Regions from separate parts of the Triticum aestivum genome. Here region 1 is linked to region 2. The links are chromatin contacts, called in public Hi-C maps. All regions are on one chromosome and are shown on one strand. The core of a region is the stretch at or near the end of the contact, and the rest is flanking DNA. Distances in the headings are between cores, read along the strand shown.

Evidence for each region. Hi-C and Micro-C count contacts between places; a contact is called where the count stands out from the background.
Region 1: a contact with region 2 is called in a Hi-C map of leaf, with 5 times the contacts expected there. The contact joins the promoter of LOC123043210 here to the promoter of LOC123043209 in region 2. A contact is called at or near these places in 3 of 5 Hi-C or Micro-C datasets (all in leaf) and 1 of 1 datasets of contacts at active chromatin or transcription factors (leaf).

Annotation. Positions count from the first base shown.
Region 1 is chr2B:24,828,286-24,833,963 of IWGSC CS RefSeq v2.1, forward strand. It overlaps LOC123043210 (putative disease resistance protein RGA3), which reads right to left and starts at 3,581. Exons shown (of 1, transcript XM_044465586.1): 1 at 1-3,581. The coding sequence starts at 3,274. The coding sequence ends at 80.
Region 2 is chr2B:24,666,150-24,672,515 of IWGSC CS RefSeq v2.1, forward strand. LOC123043209 (exocyst complex component EXO70A1) reads right to left here and starts at 1,808. Exons shown (of 3, transcript XM_044465585.1): 1 at 1,663-1,808; 2 at 739-1,433. The coding sequence starts at 1,145.

The DNA of each region.
Region 1 (5,678 bases), core at 2,331-4,830, 160 kb after region 2:
CGCAATGAACCAAAGTACTATAGCACACTAAAAAGTAAAAGTCGATCAGCAAATGTGTACCCTGTGCATGGAACAGATCCTAGCGCTGCCACGCAGCTTCTCCATTCACCTCGATGGATTTCAACGACGGCGGCCTGGCGACCTCCCGGAACTCACGGAAGTCGCCGCAGTCCGATATCTGCAGTTTCTCCAGGGACTGCAAGTTCTGGAACAACACCCCCAGGAGGCTGTTCGTCACGACGCATCGGCTCAGCGAGAGGCTCCGCACTGAAGAGAGGAGCTTGACGTTCACGTCCGTCGACTCCCCTGCGTACTTGCTGATGCTCAAGGCGCTGACCGCCAGCGCGTGATCTCGGTGCAGCAAGTCCTGGTGCAGCAGCTGGACGGCCTCCCCGTGGACGTCCAGCGTGAAGGAGCTGGATTTGGGGGAGAAGGCCATGTCCAGGTAGTAGGAGCTGCTGTCCTTCTCTATCCTCATCTTCTTCACGGTGGCCGGCACACGGGGCAGCTTCGCCAGTTTGGGGCAGTTGAGGATGAGTATCTCCTGGAGGCGAGGAAACGCGCGGTCGCTCGATTCGGCGCTCCACTCCACCAAACTGGGCATGTCATTCAGCACCAGTTTCTCAAGCGACTGGAGCACGCCGGAGCCGTACAACCTGTGGTCGATCCGAGCAATGGCGTACATTTCTTTGATGTGCAGGACTCTGAGGTCAGGAAGCTGGCTCAGGCATGGCAGCACCCGCCACTTCCTGCAGTTTACGAGATGCAGGTGGCTCAGGCTCGTCAGCAGGTTGCTCTCCAGCCAGCTAGGCGACGATGCGCCCTGGTACCTCTGGATTTGCAGCTCCTCGATCCTACCGTTAGGCTGGAGCCCCTCGAGAACTTGCTCATGTGAGTCCGTGGTGGTGGAACAAGTTCGCCGGTCCCCCAGCTTTGGGGGCTCCCATTCCAGCTTCAGGGCCTTGAGAGATTCTTTATTCCCAAGCTGAGCCTTCTGAGCTTCTTCTTTGTTAGCGACGGCCTGAAGCCCCTTCACGGTGAGCGTGCCGCGGATGGAGTGGATGCCTGCGAGCTCTTCCATGCCATGCCCCCTTCCCCTGTCGGCGCAGAACTCTACTGATCCCTGGAGTTTCTCCAGCCTCCCGATGCGACGTATCATGGCAACGTACTTCATGTCCATGTCGAGATGCCGCAGGTTCACCAAGTTGCTCATGCCATCACCCGGGAACCCATGGTCCCCATCAAGCTTGCAGTCTTTGCCGAGAGACAGTGTCTGCAGGTGCAGCAGCTTGGTAACAGTAGCAGGAAGGCCCCTGACAGAGTCAGGCAGGCCTAGGTACCGCAGATGCTTCAGCTTACCGACGCCTTTCGGCAACTCGGTGATGCGTGTGCCGGCAAAGTCGAGCACTCTAACGGCCTTGAGCTGCTTCAGTACATGGTTGTCAATGGCGGAAACAGCAGTGCCCGAGCTTGAGTGGCCATCATCGAAGATTAACAGTGTCCGCAGCTTCTTCAGCACAGGGTTATCCTTGAGCTGTGCTAGGGCAAGGCAACCTCCGCCGGTCAGGGATAGGTGTCGAACACTTGCCGGGATGCTACCCCTTCTTCTTACAAGATCATCGTTGCTTAATCTGAAGAACCCGGCCGCGCAGACTGACACCTGCTCATTGATGGCAAAGCAGGTCGCTCTGCCATCCCTGTATATGGTTTTGAGCACGGACCTTTCCTGCAGCGCTCTGACGTATTCTCTCCCGACATCCTCCATGCTCTGGGCGTGGTCACCGCGGATGATGCCATGTGCAATCCACATCTTGACCAACGTTTCAGGCTCGAACTCCCATTTGTCGGGGAACATGCTGCAAAATTTCAAGCAAGACCGCAGGCTGGACTCGTAGGCGGCGCCAGCAAGAGGAGCCTCACCGGCGTACCATGATCCTACCTTCTCCAATAGTTTCTTCCAGTCTTTCTTCCGTTGTTTGTTCCTCACCATGCCGACGATAGTTTTCGCCGCCGATGGCGAGCCCCTCAGCTGCTCCGCGACACTCCTGATCACACCGTCGAGAACCGGAGTTTCTTTATGGGCGTCACCGAAGGCGGTTTTCTTGAGCACCAGGACGAGGTCGTCGGCGCCGAGCCCATTCAGCGGGATCCTGGTGCCGGCATCGAGCACCTTGGCGCAGATGGTAGCTCGGCACGTCATCAGGATCCTGCTCCCGTTGCCTCCGTCCCGGAACGGGGCTAATACGTCCTCCCAAGTTGTCCTCATCTTCTCCGTCCAGTCACGGCCGGACTCGTCGTTGCACACGTCGTCGAGCACGAGCAGGCACCTCCTGGAGCCGACCAGCCCGCGGATCGCCTGCTGTAGCACGCCGAAGCTCATCCCCGCGGCGGCGCATTTCTCGTCGACGCCGCTTGATCCGGGGATGGACCTCCATATCTCGGCCAGCAGCTCGGTCTCGGTGAACATGCATCGAACGCTCGCCCACACCATCAGATCGAAGTGCTTGTTGTTGTCCCCGTTGATTCTCTTGTCATGCCATGCCCGCCGAGCGATCATGGTCTTCCCGATGCCGCTGTGGCCGATGACCGCCACGACATTCTTGTTGCTGCTGCTGCTACTGGGCTGGTCGCTGACGTTGTTGAGCAGGGCCGAGACGAGCCGGCCATACTCCTGCTCGTACCCCACGAACAGTTCTTGGCCCGTCGCCCCCGGTAGCAGCGGGCCAGTCGCCTTTCGTGACACGGAGCGCGAGTATCCTCGGCCTCGGCCCCGGCTGCCGCCGGAGTCGATCCGCGGCAGCTGGGCGAGATCCCGCAAGCTCTGCTGGATAAGCGGAAGCTCGTCCAGGAGTTTCTTGAGCCGGTTGAACGCCTTGTCCCTGCCGATCAGCCGTCGGCCGGCTCTGGCCGCGGAGTGAGCAACCTGAGCAAGCTTGTTGTCGCGCAAGTTGGACATGACGATGTCGTCGTAGGTGAAGACGTCCAGGACGGACTCCACATCGTGGATGGCGTCGACCAGCCGGCCCACCCAGCTAGCCATCCCGCCGCCGGCGGAGACGTCCTCGTCGGAGCGCCGCCGTTGAGCCTGCTGCTGGACGGCCTCGATGGTCGTGGTCATCTGGTCCAGGACATCAACAAGCTGTTCGAGGTGCTTGGCCAGATGTTTGAAGCTCGAGTACTTGCTGCTCACCAAGGATCTGGCCTCGCCGATGAGCTCCTTGATGATCGGCGAGAATACCCACCCACCAACCACCAGCAGCGTGCCGGCCGGCATGGCTACGCACTCTGCTGATGCCTTGACGACAAAGCCGTGCCGGCCCAAGGATCGATCGAACCTGGCTAGCTAGCTATAGGCTTGCCCGACGTGATTTAAGTAGCTACTCTAACTGCTAACTTATTTAATCAAGAGACCACTCATGCGGGGGAATGAAGCTGAGCTAGCGGAGAAGGGATTTTGCGCGGTTTACGCGTGCGTACCGCGGGATCGTGCCCGTCCGTTGGTTTTGAAGTCACCGCTCGGTCAGGCCGGCACCAGGTGCATCTATCAATAGCTTTTGGCCCATTATTAGATGTAAAAATGCAACGGGTCAGATTTCGCCATACGTCGGACTACAAGATGTTTACCCGCACTTCACATCGCATTCTCCCATCAATAAATTTTTGTGTTTAATTTTTTGACCCAAACACAAAGGAAAATGGTCATATATTTTGAACCAAATGTTCAGTTTTGAATTTGTTTTCATTTTCAACTTTGTCTTGATGAGATCTTTGAAACAAGATCCATGTCGAAAATGTTTTTTGATTATTGTTATTTTGCTTTTTGAAACTTCACTTGAGATTTAGTTTAAGCAAGTGCATGAACATATAAATGTTACAGTTACTTTTGAAAATAATAATAGTAATAAATTTGAAAAATATACTCAACATTGATCTTGTTTTGAACATGTTGTCAAAACAAAAAAGGTGGTAAAAGAAAAAACAAATTAAATTCAGAGGAATGATTCAACATATATGACTATATTTATGTTTGAAGAAAGTACGTAATAAATACATCCTCCGTCCCAAAGTAAGTGACTCAACTTTGTGAGACTCAGGGGGTGTTTGGTTTCAGGGACTTTTTTGTGTTGGGACTAAAAAAAGTTCCTAGCAAACCAAACAGGGGGGACCTCTTTAAGACTTTTTGCTTTTTTTTTGAAGCACCTTCTTGAGAGTTTTTTTTCAAAAAGTCCTAAGGACTAGAAAAAGTCCTAGGACTAGAAAACCAAACACCACCTCAATGATGGGAGAGGAAAGAGTGGAGTGAGGGTTCTTTTGTTTTTGACATAGTATATGAGGCCCTTTTTTGCAAATGTTGAGCACCATATAGCAGGATTGGTAGGGAGGCCTCGTCGTAATCTGTGGCGCTCGTGGTATCCACCATCGCCACGCTTTGTGTTCGCTGTCATCGCGCAGGGCTGTAAAGTCCTGTTGGGGACGGCCGACTCATAAAAAATGCTTCATTTTACACATCACTTAAGCACTACTGACATGGATATTAGCCTTAAATCAGAGACAATCAGAGATGTTAGGGGGGTCAGGCCCCTGCTGGTCCCCACTGTCTCTGCCACTACATGTGCCACACTCGGCAGCTCATGTGTCTCGGCGGCTACAGGGCCAGGCCAGGCGTCACTGCAGGCCACGGAGCGGCACTGCAGCCATGCATCAGCGGGAAGGGCAGGCCACGGAGCAATCAGGCAGAGCATGAGCCGATCGCTTCGTCCAGCCGTGGGAGCCGTTCCCAGGAATTTCGCGCTGCAGCAGATCGCGCGCGCCCTCACACGGAGAAGACGCTGTTTCCCCTAATCCTATGCCATGTCGCACCGATTTCCCCGTTGTTTCTTGGCAAGTTAACTGTCACCGGGAAAACCTCTGTGAGCTACTAGCTCCCGATCATCCACCGTGCATCTATATATCGATCTTGGCCACTTGAGGAGACACAGAGGTGAAGAATATTTCTTGGCCAGTGGGCATCCACCGTGCGTCTATCGATCAGGTCAGCTGGCCGCGATAGCAGTAGCGAAAGCTCGAAGCAGGTGGCGGCCGGCGGCTGGGCGCGTTCAACACCCCAAGTGGCATTTAATCTATCAATCAATCACACATCAGGCAGCTAATATGGTTAATTTGCGCGCTCTTTTCGTTAGAACCAAAAGGAGCTCTACGCGTGAGACCGTGGCTAAGGCAACGGGGTGATAAAAAGGCAGTCTATAGCTACAAAATGGTGGGAGGAAAAGAACAAAACCGGATCGTCTAAAAGTCTACGGAGGGATGAGCAAAGGGGGTTATATGCCTATGTATATTAGTTTAGGCTTTGGGATGCCGCTTGGAGCAATCACTTGGATTTCCCTTTTTCTTTTTAGATTTTTTGCGGGTGACTAAGCAATCACATGGAAGTTGCCTGTCATTACTAGCTTATGATTAAACTTTATTTCTTTTTGCGGGTATGATCAAACTTGATTACTTTTGGAGGTTATGATTAAACTTGATTACTAGTGTCTTCTAAACTAACTTTATATATAGTTTGTGGGCATGTGGCTGCATAGTTGCCTTGAAAAATAGAAATATGCGAGTTGCCTATATATAATAATGATAAAACTAGACAGAGGAAAAGGATTAGGCAGCCCTGACACCAAAGCCAACCT
Region 2 (6,366 bases), core at 558-3,057:
TTGGTGCCAACTAATCGAGGCACAAACTGTAATGTGGAATAATTAAACTTTAAGGAGTTTATATCCAAGTCTCTATATTCATCATTTGTGGAAATTGTCACAAACAATTTATTTCCAGAGGGGTTTAGATAATGCATCGTTTCATAGAACTAGCCCGTGAGTTGACATGATATACATGGGAGTTTCAAAGTAGGAGAAGACATACACGGTCACTAAAAGGACACTGACGTGTGGCCATAACGAGAATGGAGGACTTGGTGTTTCTAATTTTGGGACAAAAACGCAAGCACTCAACTGGGATATTTGATCTGTTAGGCCCCAGAGAAGCACAGCTGTTAAAATACTAAATCGACATACCATATTATGCATTGGGGAAAATGCACAAAAAGTGAATATATTCCTGCAGGAAACAGTGCATAACAAAATTCAAAACAGGGAACAATTTAACAAAAACAAATGGCCTTACTGAAGGAACAGGGGAAAGCGCATCTTGGGAATCTAGTCTATGTCAGGCTGTTACTCTTTGCTTCCAAGTTGTGTTGTATAATGGCGGTCCCAGTCTATTATATCTATGTACTCAATCTTCCCTGAACTTTTTACTAGCTGTCATTCCCAAACAAATTCAGTTCAAGAAACTCTACTCATGTCTGAATCATGACAAACGCCATGTTATTCCATCACGATGTCATAACAGTAAGAAGAAGAAAAATGAATAACAAAACAGAGTTGTGGATTTACCTGCACAATTTGTCTGAGTTGGCCGAGAAGGCTTGGAGTAGAATTTCCTTGTAGCCAGGCCCGAATGTCACTTCATAATTGTGGAAAATATCCTCTAGGAGGGTCATAGAGCCTGGTAAGATAAGCTGGACATGCCCAGGGTCCATGTGGGCATGTGACGGATAGTGAAGCTGCCGCACGTTGCTGCTGGTTGGAGTTGGATTGTCGCCGCCATCACTAGATGCATAACCGTCATAGCTGCTGCTTTGGGAGTGGCACCTGCTGAGGGAGAAACAGCAGACGATGGTGTCTGCCTGGATCGAGTAGGGGGTCTGCTCAATGGACCTTTGGAGGTTCTCGGTAGCAGCAAACACCTGGCCCTTGTCCCATAGCTTGAGCCTGCAAATTTCCTCTCCAGGACGTTGCATTGCAACAGCTAGCCTGGTTCACTGAGCTTTCGGATAACCAAGTAGAGCAAGAGAAAGAAGCGGCGGCGACGGTGGCGGCGGCGCAAGCAGCAGCAGCAGCTGCAGGCTGTGATCTTTGCAGCGTGGTAAGAGGGCAGCACCAAGAAGGGCCATACAAGGGCTAGTGAACACCAAGCAGCAGCAGCAGGGGCATCAGGATGCTGCTCCGTCGTCGCCCATGGGCAGCCCGCTGTGGCGCTGCCCGTACATGCGCCCCGGCGATCGATCCTCGCCGCAGCCCAGCGTGCCCTGAGACAGAAAATTCGGAGAAAATCTTACTATAAGAACAAGATGGATCAACCGACGCGACTAGCCCCGGAATGGCAGATCCGACGGATCCTGCGCTAGATTTGATAAGCGGGCGAGAGCTTCAGGTTCCAGACCCCCAAAGCTAGCCCAAAACCGAAAAATCCCCCCAAGAAAACCAGGAATGGTAGCGACGAACGGGGGGAGCGGGGAGTGAGGGCGGAACCGGTACCTCCAAATCGGTGCTCCCGGCCCCGTATCTGCGGGGCTGCGCCTCCGGGACGGAATCGCTCGCGACGGCGCTCCGAGACCGAGAGAGAGGAGGAGGAGGGGTGGTGCACCCACGGCGAGAAGGGAGCGAGGCGTGTGGGCGGCGGGCGATGGAATATATATATATATATATATATATATATATATATATATATATACTCTATATTTCTATTTTTGAGTCCATATTTCTATTTTTGAGTCCTGGGAGCAGGCAATGGGGGGAGGGAGCAGCCAAGCCGGATGCGGTAGAGAGAACAGGAAGACAAGTAGGACACGACAGGGGCCCAGGAGTCAGTCAGTGGCTCGAAACGAGAGTGGGCGTTGTTTGCCTTTTGAGCGATATCTACGCCCTCCTTTTTCTGCGATCGAGCCGTGCGGGCCCCTTGGCCGTGACGCTCATGTCTGAAAACGGCATCACCGATGCCAATTCCTAAGTACGAAGCTAAAAACGCTACCTTCTGAACCGGACGCCGGAATCGCGAGCCGTCCCAACAATCGTGTTCGCGGGCACGAAACCTTTGGAACAAGACCAATATTGGGTGTGTTTTAATTTTTGGATTTTTTCTTGTACACGTACTGTTCACCAGTGGTCGTTGAGGCCATGGCAGTTGCTGTAGCTGCTGTAAACAAGTTCAGCACTCACCTAACCAGTTCGAGTTTTTGGCATGGAGGTGGTCATTCTTTTCTTCTTATTTCTGATTTAGCTCACAAGTGCTAGGGGTTTAAGATCTACCATCCGGCGACTTAGACTTGCTCTCTTACCCTGTGGTGATTCGGATCTTTGTCTTGCACTGCTTTGTCTTTGCTCATCTGCTATTATCTTGGGGTGATTACTCTACTTGTTTTAGTCTGGCACTTGCTCTTTTCTATATATAAAAAAAAGACACATTACCCTGGGTTTCGATCTCTGATCTAGTTACCCGTAGGTAACATGCTATCTTGGCCGTGAAAGAGCAAGTTCACACGTGATAAACTATGTTCGTGATTTCTGTGTTTATTTTCTACCATAAGTTCTCAAGGCACTGTTTTGCATTTACAGTACACAGACAAAAGAACAAGAGTAAGCATTTACAGTATACAGACAAAAGAACAAGAGCATTTACAGTACCCCAGGGATTTAGGGTTCACTCGGATCCAAGGTCATTGAAGGGCTTTGGCTCTGTTCCTTCCTTGCGAGAATTGTTCTTGCCATGAACTATGGTTGTCTGTTATCTTGGTCCAGAAGCTGAACATGTTGTACCTTGTCATTTGTAGTATTGGTCATCTTTTGCACTTGCTCCATAAAGTTTATCTTGTACAGTACCCATAGCCCAACCCTAATTTGAGCCATCTGTTTGTAGTTATTGCGAGGGGAGACATGTGCTGCACTTATGTCAGTAATCATGCACTAGTAGAAAGAAGGACTTTGATTGAGGCCTGGGTAAGGAAATTAATCCCGGTTCACTCACGAACCGGGACCAAAGGGTGCATCAGTCCCGGTTCGTGAGGCCAGGGCGTCGGCCGGGCCTCGGGGGCCATTGGTCCCGGTTCGTCTGACCCCTTTGGTCCCGGTTCCAGACACGAACCAGGACCAATGGGCCTCGCTCCTGGCCCAACACCTTTAGTCCCAGTTGGTGTCTGGAACCGGGACCAAATGTTGTCCTTTAGTCTCAGTTTTAGCCACCAACCGAGACTAAAGAGATCCCTATATATACCCCCGCCCCTGCCCGCGAACAGAGCCACTGCTCTGTTTTTTTGGCCGGTCGTGGGAGAGGTGTGTGTTGCTCTAGCTCACCTCCTATGCACATGATGTGTTCGATGAAATGCCCGAGCCACACTTAAGCTTTCTCCTCTCCAAGCTCCGTGTGCAAACTCCATTTTCCTCAAGATTTGTCTAGGTTTGGTGGTCCGTCCTATCCCGTCCCCGTCCTCACCGCCGTCGATCGCCCGCGCCGATCTCGTCGTCGACACCATCGTGATGAGCCCCTTGTTCTTATCTTCTTTCTAAAATAAAAAATTCTTCTATAATTTTCTTACTTTTATTATTGTTTGTTATTATATAGTGCGATGGTTTTGGTATCCGCACCCATCGGCCCTCGTCTTGTCTATGATTCGAATGTGATATATATATTATCTTTTATAACTATTTGTTTCATTTAGTGTTTATGACAATTATGCCGACCAATGTGACATAGATGTTTTTATCTAGGAGATATGTGAACCGGAAATTCCAACCGAGCCTCTTGTCGAGAGGTTAAATTTAGTTGAAAAAGAAAACAAATACTTGAAGAAAAATTGAAAAGAATTGAGAAGGAGAAGATGAAATTGGAGTTGCATGTTGCGGATGTCGTCGATGATCACAAGATCAAGATGGATGCAATGCGCTTGAAGATTAGAAAGATTAGAAAATATGCCATTCATATTGAGGCTTGGTACCATTATGCCATTGGATCAATTGTTACCTTAGTTGCGATTATGATCGCATTTGTTGTTGCATTGAAATGTTTTACATAGTTTCAATGTATGGTTTAATTAGATGCTCTAGAGGGCTATATGTTGTTCAATGAGAACTATGTATGAACTTTATGTATTTATTTTTTCAGTAATAACATTTGATCACTACTGTACTTTGGGTTTAATGTGATGATGAACTTTTATTAATTTGGTCACTTCTCTATTCATCATGTTCTGTAATGGTTTTTAACACACTTAATTATATATAATGCACGCAGTTGAACCGGCAATAGATGTACGGTGACAGACGCACCTCCGAGTACATTAAGGGCACAAAGAGAACCGTAAGAAAGACGGAAAGTTGAGAGCATCCGCTGACGGGTCGCAGTGGAGAAAAATCAAGAGAACGTGGGGGACTTTGCAGGTGACGCAAGAAACATATGGTTCGGTTTAAGTTAGTCTAGTAGAGCTAGTCTAGTAGAGGCATACTAGGAACAATATGTTTTGTCTATGTATTCACACATGTACTAAGTTTTCGGTTAATACAATTCTAGCATGAATAATAAACATTATATCATGAAATAAGGAAATAAATAAGAGCTTTATTATTGCCTCTAGGGCATATTTCCTTCAGTCTCCCACTTGCACTAGAGTCAATAATCTAGTTCACATCGCCATGTGGTTTAATACCAATAATTCACATCTGTATGTGATCAACACCCATAGTTCACATCGCCATGTGACCAACACCCAAAGGGTTTACTAGAGTCAATAATCTAGTTCACACCGCTATGTGATTAGCACCCAAAGAGTTGTGTGATCTGTTGGGGAACGCAGTAATTTAAAAAAAAATCCTACGATCACACAAGATCTATCTAGGTGATGCATAGCAACGGGGGGGGTGGGGTGGGGAGAGTCTGTCCATGTACCCTCGTAGATCGAAAGAGGAAGCGTTATGTAATGCGGTTGATGTAGTCGAACGTGTTCGCGATCCAACCGATCAAGTACCGAACTCACGGCACCTCAGCGATCTGCACACGTTCAACTCGGTGACGTCCCTTGAACTCTAGATCCAGCTGAGGCCGAGGGAGAGTTTTGTCAGCATGACGGTGTGGGGACAGTGATGATGAAGTTACCGGCGCAGGGCTTCACCTAAGCACTACAACGATATGACCGAGGTAGAAAACTGTGGAGGGGGGCACCACACACGGCTAAAAGATCAACTTGTGTATCCTTGGGGTGCTCCCCTCCCCCGTATATAAAGGAGGGAGGGAGGAGGCAGCCGGCCTAGCGGGTGCGCCAAGCATAGAGAGTCCTACTAGGACTCCCAAGTCCTAGTAGGATTCCCTCTCCTATTCGGAGTAGGAGAGAAGGAAAGAGAGGGAGAGGGAGAAGGAAATGGGGGGCTGCGCCCCCACCCCTTGTCCAATTCGGTTTGGGAAGGGGGGAGGCGCACGCCACCTCTTGGCCGTTCTCCCCTCTCACCACTAAAGCCCAATAAGGCCCAGTACTTCTCCCGGTGAATTCCGTAACTCCCCGGCACTCCAAAAAATACCTGAATCACTCGAAACCTTTCCGATGTCCGAATATAGCTTCCAATATATCGATCTTTACGTCTCGACAGTTTCGAGACTCCTCATCATGTTCGTTATCTCATCTGGGACTCCGAACAACCTTCGGTACATCAAATTACATAAACTCATAATACCAATCGTCATGGAACATTAAGCGTGCGGACCCTACGGGTTCGAGAACTATGTAGACATGACCGAGACACATCTCCGGTCAATAACCAATAGCGGAACCTGGATGCTCATATTGGATTCTACATACTCTATGAAGATCTTTATCGGTCAAACCGCATAACAACATACGTTGTTTCCTTTGTCATCGGTATGTTACTTGGCCGAGATTCGATCGTCGATATCATCATACCTAGTTCAGTCTTGTTACCGGCAATTCTCTTTACTCGTTTCGTAATGCTTCATCCCGCAACTAACTCATTAGTCACATTGCTTGCAAGGCGTATAGTGATGAGCATTACCGAGAGGGCCCAGAGATACCTCTCCGAAACACGGAGTGACAAATCCTAATCTTGATCTATGCCAACCCAACAACACCTCCGAAGACACCTGTAGAGCACCTTTATAATCACCCATTTACATTGTGATGTTTGGTAGCACACAAAGTGTTCCTACGGTATTCGGGAGTTGCATAATCTCATAGTCTGAGG